Linked DNA regions of Sus scrofa: region 1 is linked to region 2. A link is a contact called in public Hi-C data. All regions are on one chromosome and are shown on one strand. Each heading gives the region's core, a stretch centred on a gene start, on an enhancer-like site or on the middle of the called end of the contact. The rest is flanking DNA. Distances are from core to core; before and after follow the strand shown. Region 1 holds the start of SYT7 (synaptotagmin-7). Region 2 has its middle 39 kb from the start of DAGLA.

Region 1 (6,720 bases), core at 2,532-5,031, 45 kb after region 2:
CCAGATGCCACCAGCATTTCCTGCCACGTCATGGAACCCAGGACACAGGGCCAGCAGCGTCAGAGAATGAGAGTGGGGTGGAAGGGGAGAGGCGGAGCAGCAAATCCCCAGGCCCTTGCCTGCGAGGGGACTGGGCAGAGCAGACGTGATGCCTAGGCTCTGACTTCCTTTCTCAGAGGAACCGCTCCCTCCCCCAGGCTTCATTTCCTGCTTGGGCTCTGCCCCCCACCCCAGACGTTCAGAAGCTCTGGGCTCAGAAGACAGGAACTCCCACTTGGCTTGGCTCTCAACGATGCTCCAGCAGGAGAGAGTAGCCTTCAAATGCAGGCGAGTGGTTCAAGGTTAGACATTTGGAAGAACTTCCCCAACAGGCAAAAACATGGGCATGGGGAATACATGATGTCCTTGCTAAGGATAAACGAGTGATGATAACGACATTCACAAAGCTATCAAGAGGGAGTTCCCATTGTGGCTCAGCAGGTTAAGAACGCTACTAACGTCCCTGGAGATGTGGGTTCGATACCTGGCCTCTCTCAGTGGGTTAAGAATCAGGCCTTGCCACAAGCTGCCACCTAGGTGACCGATGTGGCTCTGATCCCGAGTTGCTGTGGCTGCGCTGTAGGCCTACAGCTGCAGCTCCAATGCAGCCCCTAGCCTGGGACCTTCCAGATGTGCAGATGTGGCCCTAAAAAAAAAGAAAAACAAACAAAACCCAAAATCTATCGAGCAGCAGTTCTGTGCTCCACACATCATATGAAGTGCTTTCATTCTATTATCTCATTTAATCCTTATAGGAGACCTTATTGTTATCTCCATTGTAGGAATGAGGAAACTGAGGCCCAGAGGTGTCAAGAAGTCTGCTCAAGGCCACACACTATGAAAGGCAGAGCTACATAAAACTGTAGTCTTTCTGGGAGTTCCCTTCATGGCTCAGCGGTTAACGAACACGACTAGGATCCATGAGGATGTGGGTTTGATCCCTGGCTTCACTCAGTGGGTTAAGGATCTGGTGTTGCTGGGAGCTATGAGGTAGGTCACAGACGTGGCTCAGGTCCCATGTTACTGCGGCTGTGGCCTAGGCCAGCAGCTATAGCTCTGATTCAACCCCTAGCCTGAGAACTTCTATATTCCATGGGTGTGGCCCTTAAAAAAAAAAAGCTGTACTCTTTCCTCTTTCCAAGGACTCTGTACATCCTAGACAGAGTAACTGTCAGTAACTGAGGCCAGGGAAAGGGTGTCTGCAGAGCTTTTCCTGTGCCAGTGATGCAGGCAGGAAATAAAAACCCACCCGGAATTCCCAGTGCGCCAGAGCCTCAGATTCCACAACTGTTATCTCCTGGGGTTTAGCTAGTGTGTCTGAGGGTCTCTTTGGCTCTAACATTCTGGCACAATGGTTGTCTAATGCCTGCTGGCAATGAATGAGATAGGAGCTTTTATTTCTATAAGCGACAGTCCATAAGCTCTCAGAGGGGTCTTCTTGCGAATCTCGTGGTGCTGGGCAAAAGGCCAGGCGTCAGGACCAAGGATTCTACCCGTGGTTCTCTCACCAGCTCCCTGGGCTGTTAGCTCTGGGCTATTAACTTCCCCTCTAGAGGCCTCATCTTCACCATCTGTCACCTGAGGTGTGGCCTGGGTCATCTCTCAGAGGTCCTCTCTCCACCAACTCTGGAAAAACGCCACCATCCTAGATGCTTAAAAAGGTCTGTTGCGTTGCAGTGACAAAGTCTGCATTCCTCCTTCTGGATTCTCAGGTTGATGGGTAGGGAGACTCCTGAACCGGGAGCCTTTCTAAGTGGTACCCATTGATGACAGGGGTGGGGGCAAGGGGGTGGAAGGGGTGGGGTGGGAAGGGGCGAGCTATTTGCTCTTTACTAGGATGGTGAGAGAGGCAGCCGGGGGATGACAGCCAGAGCAAGCCAAGCCTGGAGATGCTGGAGTCCCAGCCTGTTGGCTTTCTGGGGTCTGCCAAAAAAGGGTGTGTGGATAGTGCCTGAATTCTTGGCCGCAGGTGAGTGAGGATGGCCGCAGAGTGTGTGAAATATAATGGCCCCTGACCGGGGGATGAGGAGCTGAGTTTTCTGGCCACTGAGGAATTATGGGCTGAAACCTACAGATGCCTTTTTTCCTTCCATTTTTAATTAGAACATTCACTCCAAGGAAATCTGTTCTCCACCGGAACAGTCTTCATGGAGGTTTGCTTGGGGGAATTTCCTTGTCTATTTCTCAACCAGAAAAGCTGTGGGTGGAGGTGAATGTGTGTGTGTGTGTGTGTGTGTGTGTGTGTAACAGGCTTCGTGTGAGTTCAAGGGGATGGGGGGGGTGTCAACGTTGAGGAAGGCTTGAGATGGAGGCTTGTCCCTGTGGGTGCTGGCTGCCTGCTGTGCTGTGGGAAGGTGGAGGTGTGGCTGGGCGTGCGCCATGTAGTATAAAGTCCATTTCTGGGGTGAGAATAGGAATCTTTGGTTCACCTGCGAACGGCATTCTCAGCAGAGGGGGGTAGGGGCAGGATGCTGCAGCAGCCCTGGGATTTTGCCCTCCTGTGTATCCCCTTCAGTTCAGGGTAGGAGCAGGCCCTGGATTGTGTGACGCTTCAGTGTCTGTATCTCATTGTGTAGGAGGTGTATTTGCGTGTGTGTGTGTGTGTGTGTGTGTGTGTGTGTGTGTGTGTGTGTTGGGGGGTGCTGTGGAGGAGGTGAAGTAGGTGATTAGGTGTGTAGGTGTGTGTGGGGAGGTCTCTGTACCTGACACCATCAATGGTTCAGTTCCAGGCTTTTAAAAGCCTTGGGAGATGGGCCCCTTCTCCTCCCTGCCCCAGAATCAAACATTCTGCAGAGAAAGGAGAATTAGGGTTCACCTGATTTGGACTGTGCTGAACTGACAGCGGGGCGGAGGAGGCCAAGGGAGCCCACGGATGGAAGGGGAAGGAGGCCTTTCTTACCCACTGAAGTGCTGGGGTCAAGGGAATTGGGGGGGGGGGTGCAGGGGAGGAGAGGTGCAAGAGAAGGATGAGCAGAGGCTGAAAGGGCTCTTTTCTTCTATTGAGCGGCTGGGTTAAGTGGAGAGGGTCACTAAGCCTAGTCCCTCACAGAAGGTGGCGATGCTAGACCTTGGTTCCAGCTGTGGGCAAGATCTGGGGATGGCCAGAGCTTCGGACCAGGCTCAGCGCTGGCAAAAAATCCACTCCTGGTTTTCACACACGCCAGCTCCCCTTCCTGAAACCGCCGCGCTGTCGAGTCCCGAGCTGACGCCCTCCAGCCGCCACCGAGCGAAAAACCCGGAGTGGATCTCCACGCCTTTTGGAATGGAGTCAAAGGGCGCCTCGGAGGAGGTGGCCCGCTCCGCCGCCCTGCCGGGTTCGAAGCCGCGGCCATCAGCGCGGGGCATCCGCCGGGCGGGTCGCGCGGTGCTCCGGGACTCGCAGGCTCGAAGAGCCCAGCCGGCGGGCTCCGTGCCCTCCCCCCAGGGGCTGCGGGCGGGCGGGGCGTGGGGCGGTGGCGGTGCCCTCGGGGCGGCTCCTGGCGGCGGTGGGCGCGGGCTGCAGTGCAGCGCGCGGCCGGCAGCGGGCAGCAGCGGGCACAGGCGGTGGCGGTGGCGGTGGCGGCGGCAGTGGCAGCGGCGCTCGGCAGCGGGCGGGCGGCGCCGGCGGTGCCCCGGGCGCGCTCACACACGCGCTCACACACACACATACACACGGCCTCGTACACACTCACACACGCTCCGGCGCGCACACGCGGCGCGCAGGCCAGAGGGAGGAGGCTCGGCGCGGCTCGGCGGCGGCGGCAGCGTGCTCGGCGGGCGGGCGGGAGGGCTGGCGGGCGGCCCCCGCTCCCCGGCTCCGCGGCTCGGTGCAGCCAGTGCGGCCCCCGCCCTCGGACCCGCCCCCGGGGTCGCCCAGCCCCATGCCCTGCAGCGGCGGCGGAGCAACGCGCGGCCGCGGGCGGCTCTGAAGAGCCCGGAGGGAGCCGGAGACGAGGGGACCATGTACCGGGACCCGGAGGCGGCCAGCCCAGGTAAGCGCGGCCCCGCGCGGGCTGGGGCGCCCCGCACCGGCGGGCAGGACGGCGGCAGCGCCGGGCGCCGTCTCGGAGCCCCAGCCCGGGGCTGCTGTCCACGGAACCGCCGGACTGCCCCCACTCAGGGTCACCCCAGCCCCGGGAGCACGGGCTTGAGCAGCAGCAGCCCGGACCCCGGCCCCCCGCAGTCCGGGCACTGCCAAGCTTGATGCCGGGGCGCCGGCTTCGCAGTGTCCCCACAAGGACCTCCCCCCCCACCCCCAGCAGCCCAAGGACAACGTGTGTGGCGGAGCGAGGAGCCGCTGCCCCCGCAGTGCCCTCAGAGGCACCCCCGGGTCCCCAGCACCCGTACCCCTGGGGTGCCAGTGCTAGGGGGCCACAGGGCAAGGATCCCGAGCAGCTTTCGGCCAAGGTTGTGGGCACCGGGAAGCGGAGTGACACCGGCAGTGCCAACTGTGAATTGAGAGGGTGCCAGGGGGCGAGTGAGAATCTGGTGCAGCAGCAGGAGACGGGGGCTCTGGGGGGAGGGGGTAGCGAGGCGCAGGAGCGTGGAGGAGGGAGGCAGGGGTACCTGAAGGGAAAGAGAGCAGAGACTGGTGAGAATAAGGGTGAATGGGGGGAATGTTCTCCTGGGCTTGGGGAAGGGGTAAGCAAAGAACCCCAAACTCACTCCCGTCCGGGTCGGAGAAGGAGGGGGAGGGGCCGTGCTCCTTTGCATTTCTCCGGAGCCCAAGCCCGGGGAGTGGCCTGGGAGCCCACGGCTGCCTGGCCTCCTGGAAGCCAAGCCGAGGAATCTTTCCACCTTCCTCGGGAAATTGCTCTGCCATTTCCTCCTTGGCTCCTGACGCCTCCTCACACAGTGCCCACCTGTAGGCAGGTCCCCTGCAGCTCCTGCCCAGGCTCAGTCTCGGCTCCCACCTGGGGTGCCCCACCCCAGACCCAGCACCCCCTGCCTGCCAGCTCTGGCAGCAGGGTCTCATGCCTCTGGGTTTCTCTCTGATGCCAAAAGCACGACACGGCAGCCTGAGGACTTGCACCCAGATGAAGAGCCTCCAGGCTTACTGCTGCTGACCTGGGGCGGGGGACCACTAAGGCCCTTTACAGAAGGGGCCTAGAGCCCCAAGGCTTTTGAGGGCAGTCCAGGGGGAGCCGGCTTTGCCTGCTCTTGCCCCGGCCCGCATCTGCTCTTTCCCTCTAGGGGCAGCCTCAGCCTGTCCCTGCCTCCGTTCTCACCCCTATCAAGTCATTGCAGCCCAAGCCCACTGAGGAGGACCTCCTGGGTGCCAGGCGTGGCACACACTCAGCACTTGCGTACATGGGGCAGAACCTCATGCCCATCCACGAATGTCCTCTAGGTGATGGCCGAAGGGACATTGCCTTTGGAGACCCCTCCCCTCATCTCTCTGCACCCGGGTCACCTACCCTGCCATCTTCCCCCAAGAGGCCACCAGCCACCAGCACTTGGACCAAGGACAGAAGCGTTCTCTGGCTTGGATCACCCCCTCCGAAGCCAATGGCTTAGTTCAGAGACCAGCTCTGGGGTCTGCAGATGGGAGGGGGAGATGCAGTGAGGACATTCCCCTCCCCCACCCTGCCAGGCTGGCAGCCTCTCCTTTCCTATCAGGCCAGTGGCCTGGGGCTCTGACCTGGTCCCCTCTCCCTCCCTCCTCTTTCCTCCCACGCCTGGGCACCATGACATCACCACTCCTCCAAGCACCTCTGCCCTCTCCACAGAGGCCAACTTGATGTGCTTGGCATCTTCTGGGCAAAGGGCCTGGAACCCAGTCCCGCCCCTGGCACACTGGCAGCCCCCAGGCTTTGCCCTCTCCCCTTCCAGTGGGCCTCCGTGCCTGGGCTGGAGACCCATCTTGCCCACTGCGGCTGCAGGACAGTGGCAGTCCAGCAGGACAGGGACCGCTCGGACTGGGAAACAGGCTGGCCTGGGGTTTACTTCCTTTTCTCTGATGTGGACGCTTGGCTGGGGGGGGTCAGAAGCTGCCGTCGATCCCAGGCCCCTGGGGAACTGTCAATCTGGCCTCTGAGCCCTTACCCGCCCCTCCACCACCATCTCCGTGCTCCCTACCTACCTCCTGTAATCCGTACAGCTCCAGGTCGGACTTCCCCTCCCCCGCTCACCCTGGGCTCTCCAGGCTCTCCTCCCCCAGGCAGGTGTGTGTCCCCCGAGGCTGGCACGATATGCAAATAAACTCCCACGTGATTCAGGTCCACCCCTCTGGTTCCGCAAAGGCCGGTACCTTGTACATCCCCAACCCTCGTCCCACTGCCCAGAACACCTGCGGCCCAGTCCTTTAGAAAAATCCTAATCACCTGTCCTCTCCTGCGCCCCCACGTCCCAGGCTGGTTTCAGAAGGTCCCTGTGGTACCCACTCCTTCCTCCCAGGCCCTCTGCAAGTCCCCACAGGGCTCAGCCTTCTGCTAAGACCCTTACCCTGACAGGAGACAGGCGCTGTTCCCTCCCGCTGCAGACCCCTGGCCCCCAGGCCGTTCTCTCCCTGATCTATGGTGGCTGAAGCAAAGGACTGTGGGAAAAAGCCAGAGCCCAGTGAAGACTGCCCCCCCCACACACACACCCCCATCGCTTCTGTTCCCGACCTTGCCCCGCCTGCCCCGGCCATGCCTGCCACCTCCTTTGTGCCCCCTGCCATAGGTGTACACCCCTCTCCCTGCCCTCAGTCTCCATCCTCTG
Region 2 (6,858 bases), core at 1,694-4,193:
CACCGCAGCTCATGGCAACACTGGATCCCTAACCCACTGAGCCAGGCCAGGGATTGAACTTGCGTCCTCATGGATGCTAGTCAGATTCGTTAACTGCTGAGCCGCAATAGGAACTCCTATTTGTTTTTTTAATGGCCGCACCCGTGGCATATGGAAGTTCCCAGGCCCCGGGATCAAATCCAAGCTGCGGCTATGGCCTGTGCCACAGCTGCGGTAATGCCGGATCCTTAACCCACTGTGCCAGGCTGGGGATCACACTTGCGACTCCACAGCAACCGAGCCACTGCAGTTGGATTCTTAACCCGCTGCGCCAAGTGGGAACTCCTGTAGGTGTTTTTTAAAAGCTGGTGTGCTGCAGGGCTTACAGGTGGATGAGTGTAACCCCTGCAGATTCTCAGGGAGGCCCCAGGGCGTTCCTGGGATGAAAGAGGGGACCTGGGGGTTGTGGCAATAGGGACCTGCCATGAGGGAGCCAGGGGAGCTCCAGGTGCCCCCAGACAAGCGCACGACTCTATTTTAAAGAGAGTGCCTATGGAGTTCCTGTTGTGGCTCAGTGGTAATGAACCTGATTAGAACCCATGAGGATGCAGGTTCGATCCCTGGCCTTGCTCAGTGGGTTAAGGATCTGGCATTGTTGTAGTTGTGGTGTAGATTGCAGATGCAGCTCAGCTCTGGCGTCGCTGTGGCTGTGGCATAAACGGGCAATTGCAGCTCAGATTGGACTCCTAGCCTGGGAACCTCCATGTGCCATGGTTTCAGCCCTAAAAAGAAAAGAGAGAGAGAGAGAGAGAAAGAGAGAGAGCCCACTGTGCAGACAGTTCAGGCTGGGACCAGTTCCTTTCCATGCCCTGAGGTCAACCCCTCCTCAACTATGGTGGAGGAATTCAGGAGCCTGTGTTCTCGGAAGGGCCCTTTTCATTAGAGACCAAATAACTTGATCCTCCGGGGCTGGGGCGGGGCCTCCCCTTCCTCATCCCGCCTCTCCCCTGGGGAGGCCTCTATCCTCCCCCCAACCATGCACACACATTTTCTCACCTGGAGCAGAAGCAAGGTCCCCCCGGAGCCTGGCTAAGCGGGTCAGCCTTGCTTCCTGGTGGAAGACCGGCGGGCCGCACGCTGAGGGCCAGCACAGCCTGGCCCCAGCTGGAGCGGTGCCACAGCCACCTTGGGGCTCACGTGAGGCTCCTGTCTTCTGGGAACGAGATGAGAACGGAGATATCCCCATAAGCGCAGGAAAAGCCATCACATCCCGTAATAGTTGGCAGGAAGGTTAATTGGATGCCGTGCTAAGCTTATTCCTGGGACAGGCATGTTAATAGCGCTAAAGACTCTGAAAACACCCGGAACTACATGGAGGAATTAATAAGCTTGGGAGAGTCCAAAGTCACATTGAACAGCACCCAGGAGTGGACAGAGCACCCGACCAGGAGTCTGAGCCCCTGGCTCCTCAGCTCAGCCTGACCAGCAGCTCACGGCAGCCCTCAGGGATGCTCCTGCCTCTCTGGACCTTGAAAAACCTTACTGTGTGCAAGGCGGGGTCCCCTGGCCACCTGGCTGAAGCCTCGCTGTGGTCCCGTGCAGTGGCCTTGAGGAAATTGAGGTTCCTTGGGGAGAGGTGACTTTTGCCAGAGCTTGCAGTGATGGGTCACGACTGGACCTGGACTCTGTGCTGAGAGCCGTTCATTAAGGGGCTGAACTGAGAAGCCTGATGAGTGTCTGCCACCTGGGTTGACATTCCCTTCATGTCCACTAGGAGGCGCCCCAGATCTTCTCGTTGGCACCAGTACCTTCGTCCTTACCAGTGTGGTCTCCCCGCTGGGTGCTCTCTGAGCTGGTGAGTCTAGGAGGCCAGGTGCTAGGACAAGGTCAGAAGGCACCTGGTCCTCTCTCTCCCTCCCAGCCCACCCCATGGAGGGGGCTCCTGTGCGCACCTTCCAAGAGTGAGAGAGGGAAGAAAGGGATCTCAAACCCAAGGGCCCATTGGTTCCTTCCTCAGGAGCCCCATGTGCCAGACTGGGGTCAGCTACAAATGTCAGAAGCTCAGAGAGGCTTAGTAACTTGTCTGAGGTCATACAGCCAAGTGTGTCTGATTCTTTTTTTTTCCTTTTTGGGGCTGCACCGTGGGGTATCAAAGTTCCCAGGCTAGGGGTCAAATCAGCTGCCAGCCTACACCACAGCCACAGCAATGGAGATCCCAGACGCGTCTGCGACCTACACCACAGCTCATGGCAACACAAGATCCTTAACCCACTGAGCAAGGCCAGGAATTGAACCTGATGACAGAAGGGCTGAGCCTTCCACCATGTCCCTCCAGTCACTCGAGGGTCAAGGGCTTGGTCCAGGCAGTCAGGGCTGGGCATGGAGGCTTGTGGAAGGGCCAGGGGGAGGTGCTCAGCTGGCAGCTGGTGGATGCCCTTGACACTGGGGTGGGCGTCTTTATCTAAGAGTGGGTGTCTATATGGGGTTAGGAGGAGAGGAGGCGTGCATTGGGCTCAGACCCAGGGGAGGGGGGAAACGGGGTGGGGAGAAATCTTCTGGGAGGGGGGCCGGAAGGCTGTCATTTGGGGAGGGGGTCTGAGCAGTGGTTTGGAGGGGCTAAAGGATCCGCTGTGAGCTGGTACAGAGCCAACAGGAGAGGCTGGGCTGGATGAGGGGAGGTGACAGTGACCTTGAATGTGGGGCTGCAAGGTACCCCCCTCCCTACTTTTCCGGCCGCGTGGATGCTTCTCCAGTGTAGGAGGCCTGGACCTGCCAGGGAACCAGGAGGAAAGCCGAGTATCTGAGGAGCGAGCCTCCCTGCCTCCCCAAGGTTACAGCCTGCTCCTGCCCTCTCACCCTGACGGGCCACCCTGGCCAGGACCTTCCCCCAGAGCAGGTCTGAGTCAGTCCACTCCCCAGCCTGGAGACATCCAACCCCACTCTGTCACTCAGGTCTGCATGGCAGGCAGTGACGGAGGCAGGGCCAGGCCCAGGGCAGGGCTTTGGGCTCAGGGGGGTGGAGGTGAACCCAGCCCAGGCCCCAGGGCACAAAGCTGGGGAGGCAGGGGACCAATGGCATGGGCCGCGATGGGGCTGCTCTGGGTGTGGGGGCTCGGCCTCCCCATAGACAGATGAGTGAGGGGGACCCTCATTGGACAGAGGAGCGCCCTGGAAACTCCCAGCTCTTCCCCTGGCAGGTCACAGAACCTGCTCTCCCAGCCTGGGCCCCTCCCTTGCGGCAACGTGTCCAGGGGCACCTGACTTTAACAGGCTATAAATAGAGGGATGACGGAAGGCTCCAGAAGCCCGAGGGAGGCCAGGAGAGAGGGATTCTGGTTCTTCCCAGAGGGGCCCAGTGAGGCAGCACTGACAAGGCAACATGTCTGTGGTGAGTCTTTGGGGTTGAATTAGGAGTCCCCTTGGCAGAGGAGGTCCAGAAGGAGGCATTCGGGCAGAGGGAACAGTCTGGTTAAGCAGCGGAGCAGGTGGGTGGCTCAGAGTTGCTGGGCAAAGGCTGCAGGGGGTTGTGGCCAAGGGCCCTGAATGGCAGGGTAAGGGCTTTGTTCAGGGAGCTGGGTCTTGCCCTCATAATAGTTCTGGTTCTGTGATGGGGGGGTCCAGAGTAACACACAAGAATTAGCTGAGAGCCATCAGGCTGCCTGCCTGGAGCACAGTGCCAGAGAATACGTGGCCATCCTTCCCCAGGGGAGCGAAGCAAGCTATGGTGTGCTAGAGACTGCTCACTATGTCCCCGTTATCTTTGCCATCGAACCCCTGATTTTTAGCTGGACATATAATCTTTTGAAATAAAGAGCTTTCCCAACCTGCCTTAGACCTAGCTATGACCACGTGAATAAGCTCTGCCCCTGGGGTCTAAGAAACGTCATCAAAAGGCAGGGGGTTGCACTCTTTCTGCTCTTCTTCATTTCCATTGGTTGGCATATGCATGTGATTGCTGGAGCTGGAACAGCCTTTTTGGATCATGAGGTAGACGCCATGTATTAAAGACGACCAAGCATCAAGAAGGAAGTTATCCAGGTTCTGATGTTTGCGGTGCTGCCATATCAGTCCTGGACGAGATACCTCCAAATGTCATTTACTTGGGAGGAAAGAGACTCCTATATTGTTCGACACACTATTTCTCTAGGGTTTTTCGGTCTCCTTCAGCTGAACATCATTCTAAACAAGGCACAGAAGTGAATCTTGAGAAGCCTTGTACTCCGCTGTTCTGCCACTGAAGTAAATCCATAAACAAAACAAAATGAAAAAAGAAAACCCCATTACAAATCTATTAGGCAGTAAGAGCAGGCACAGTTCCCTTCCAGGTATGATTCCTCATTCACTGGACTTTTTCCAGCATCTCCCTTCCCTGTAGTTTCAATAGGATGCTTGAAAAGGCACTGTCTCGTAGTTCCCATTGTGGTGCAGGGGAAACAAAGTCGACTAGGAACCATGAGGTTGTGGGTTCGATCCCTGGCCCTGCTCAGTGGGTCAAGGATCTGGCTTTGCCATGAGCTGTGGTGTAGGTCACAGACATGGCTCAGATCTGGCGTTGCTGTGGTTGTGGCGTAGCCCAGTGGCTACAGCTCTGATTAGACCCCTAACCTGGGAACTTCCATATGCTGCCGGTGTGGCCCCAAAAAGTCAAAAAAAGACAAAAAAAAAAAAAAAAAAAGAAAGGCATGGTCTCTATTGCAGATAATATACAACATCCTGAGATGTCTTGGCTTCCTAGGCCAGGCCCCCCACCCAGACTGCCGGGCCTTCTGGATGCCGTGACTCGGGACCCCATCCCCCACTTGAGAGCCATAGGCTCTGAAAGGCACCAGAGGCTTGAGCCTCTCGCTGTTGCAGGAGGATACACCTTAGTTAAGCCCCTGAGCCTTTCTGGACGGGTCCCTCTCACCTCTTTCCTGGGACAACAGGGTCGCGTGGTCTTTGCCAGGATGAGATGGCAATGACAGTGATGATGCTAAGTTGCCACTTAATGAAGACCCTGGAACCCTAGAGTGTGCGGCGCTCTCTGAGAGGACCGGTCAAGTGGCCTCTTCCCCTCGCTGAGATGGAAACGGAGGAGAACCCAGCTCTTGCCTAAGGCTTTAAAGGAGCCCTTTCCGGAACCACCTTCTCCTTGCGTGACTGCAGGAGCAGTTGTGAGAGCTCTGCCTGGTCACGCCCCCGATTACTGGACCCAGGGCAGGAGCCGAGTCGCAAAAGGGGGGGCAGCTGGGGGGATATTTTTCTCCTCTCCACGCGGTTCAGGTCCTTCTGTCTCAGTGGCATCTGTTTGCCTCGGGTTAACGGTTGTGGGGCTCCCAGAGCTGCAGAGGGAGGCTGGGGGGTGGGCCAGCAGGGCCTCTGCCAGGAACACCCAGGGCTGTCCCCCCTCCCCCTCCCCTCCCCCACCTCCTGCCCCGGGGTGGCGGTGGGGGCTGCCTGGGCCATTCCTGCTGATCTTGGCTACTGAGGATAACGGAGGTGGGGGAGGCCGAAGGGGGTGTTTGCCCCAGGTGATGCAGGAAGCGGCAGCAGGCTGAGGTTAGGGGGTGTGGGATGAACGAACGGTGGGAGCCAGGCCGCCTGGGTTTCACCCCAGCTTCACTCCCAGCTCTGGGGTTCGCCTCATGATATAACCTCTCTGACCCTCGATTTTCTCATCTGGATGATGAAGAAACTCAGGACACCTTCTTCTTAGGGCTGTCACGAGGATTCGGTGAGTTAACACCTGTCAGGTTTTAGGCGGAGTGCGTGGTACCTAAAATGGGCTTGAAGAGTATTAGCTGCTAGTTGGCCGTTATTATTACAGTCCTTTTACTATTATCAAGAGGGGTTATGAGAGAGACGCTTAAACTCAATGAGCCCCCTCGGTGAAGGGAACTTCCGGTGAAGCATGTCGCTGCTGAGGTGTGACCTCGGCACACACCTCGAAGCGACATCTCCCATGTTGTAAAGCTGTCTGATTCTTCCGGCCCCGGGGGGAGAAGGTCTCCTCTGCTCAGGGAGGCAGAGGGGTGTAGGAGTTTCCAGCACAGACTCCGAGGCCAGACTGCCAGGGAATGAACCCAAGGTCTGTCCTTCTGGAATATTCTTTAAACCTTCTGTGGTGCCTGTTTCCTCACTGGTGACCTAGGATAATGAAAGGGCCTCATCAGCGAGGTCCCAAGTGCCATGAAGCCCAGGGGACAGCCCAGCGCTGGTGGTGTTGGAGACCAGGGGCCAGGGCAGTAGTGGTGGCAGGGGAGGGGGAAGGCCCCAGGCCACCCCCGACTGGTGTGCCTGAGGGATTGTGCCCAGGAGCTTCAGCATGGCCAAGAAGTGTGTGTGTGTGTGTGTGTGTGTGTGTATCAGAGTTATGCTCAGGGAAGTCAGCCAAACAGAAAAGCCACTTCTGCCTCAGGTGACACAGAAGACTCAGACCCCGTCCCCCTTTCCCACCCAGCTGGAGGCCCCACCCATGAGGGGCATGTCATGAGGAGGGCACACTGCCCAGTTGGAACTGAGGCCCAGAGACCCCGAAATGGGGGTGTCGATCCCAGCTTGACTGACCCTGGAGCCCCTCCATCCTGACCAGGACATCCGGGCTTCTCGGCTCTGGGCTGAAGCCACTGTCACCCGTCTCTGGGGTGCAGCGTGGGCCAGACACGCTTTCCTTTGCCTGACTCTTGCCCTTCAGGCTCACCTTCTACCCCAACTCACTTTTGCTGTCCCACCTGCTAGATCCCCCTCTTCTTTTACCTCACAGAGCAGTGACTTGCAGTTCATACCAACTCTGTCCTGCCACCTTAAAGACTCAGAAGCAGCAAACAAGCCCTCTCCTTCTAGAACTCATTCTGGAGCCTGGGAAGGGGCCGTGGTCTGCAGCAGACACACTCTACCCCT

Evidence for each region. A called contact is a pair of places that touch in the nucleus more often than the background predicts.
Region 1: a Hi-C map of skeletal muscle shows a contact between it and region 2, with 13 times the contacts expected there. The contact joins the promoter of SYT7 here to the enhancer-like site in region 2. A contact is called at or near these places in 1 of 5 promoter capture datasets (fetal skeletal muscle), 7 of 47 Hi-C or Micro-C datasets (embryonic fibroblasts, epiblast stem cells, fetal heart ventricle and 3 more) and 1 of 2 datasets of contacts at active chromatin or transcription factors (skeletal muscle).

The regions. Positions count from the first base shown.
Region 1 is chr2:9,944,181-9,950,900 of Sscrofa11.1, forward strand. SYT7 (synaptotagmin-7) reads left to right here and starts at 3,782. Exons shown (of 9, transcript XM_021082929.1): 1 at 3,782-4,010. The coding sequence starts at 3,980.
Region 2 is chr2:9,899,643-9,906,500 of Sscrofa11.1, forward strand. No RefSeq gene overlaps it. Among named protein-coding and RNA genes, the nearest start is that of DAGLA, 39 kb to the left of the region's middle. Within about 2 kb of position 2,944, at least 10 of the 83 cell types and tissues checked have an H3K27ac peak or open chromatin away from gene starts, as enhancers often do. A contact at or near this core is called in skeletal muscle, where this site is marked.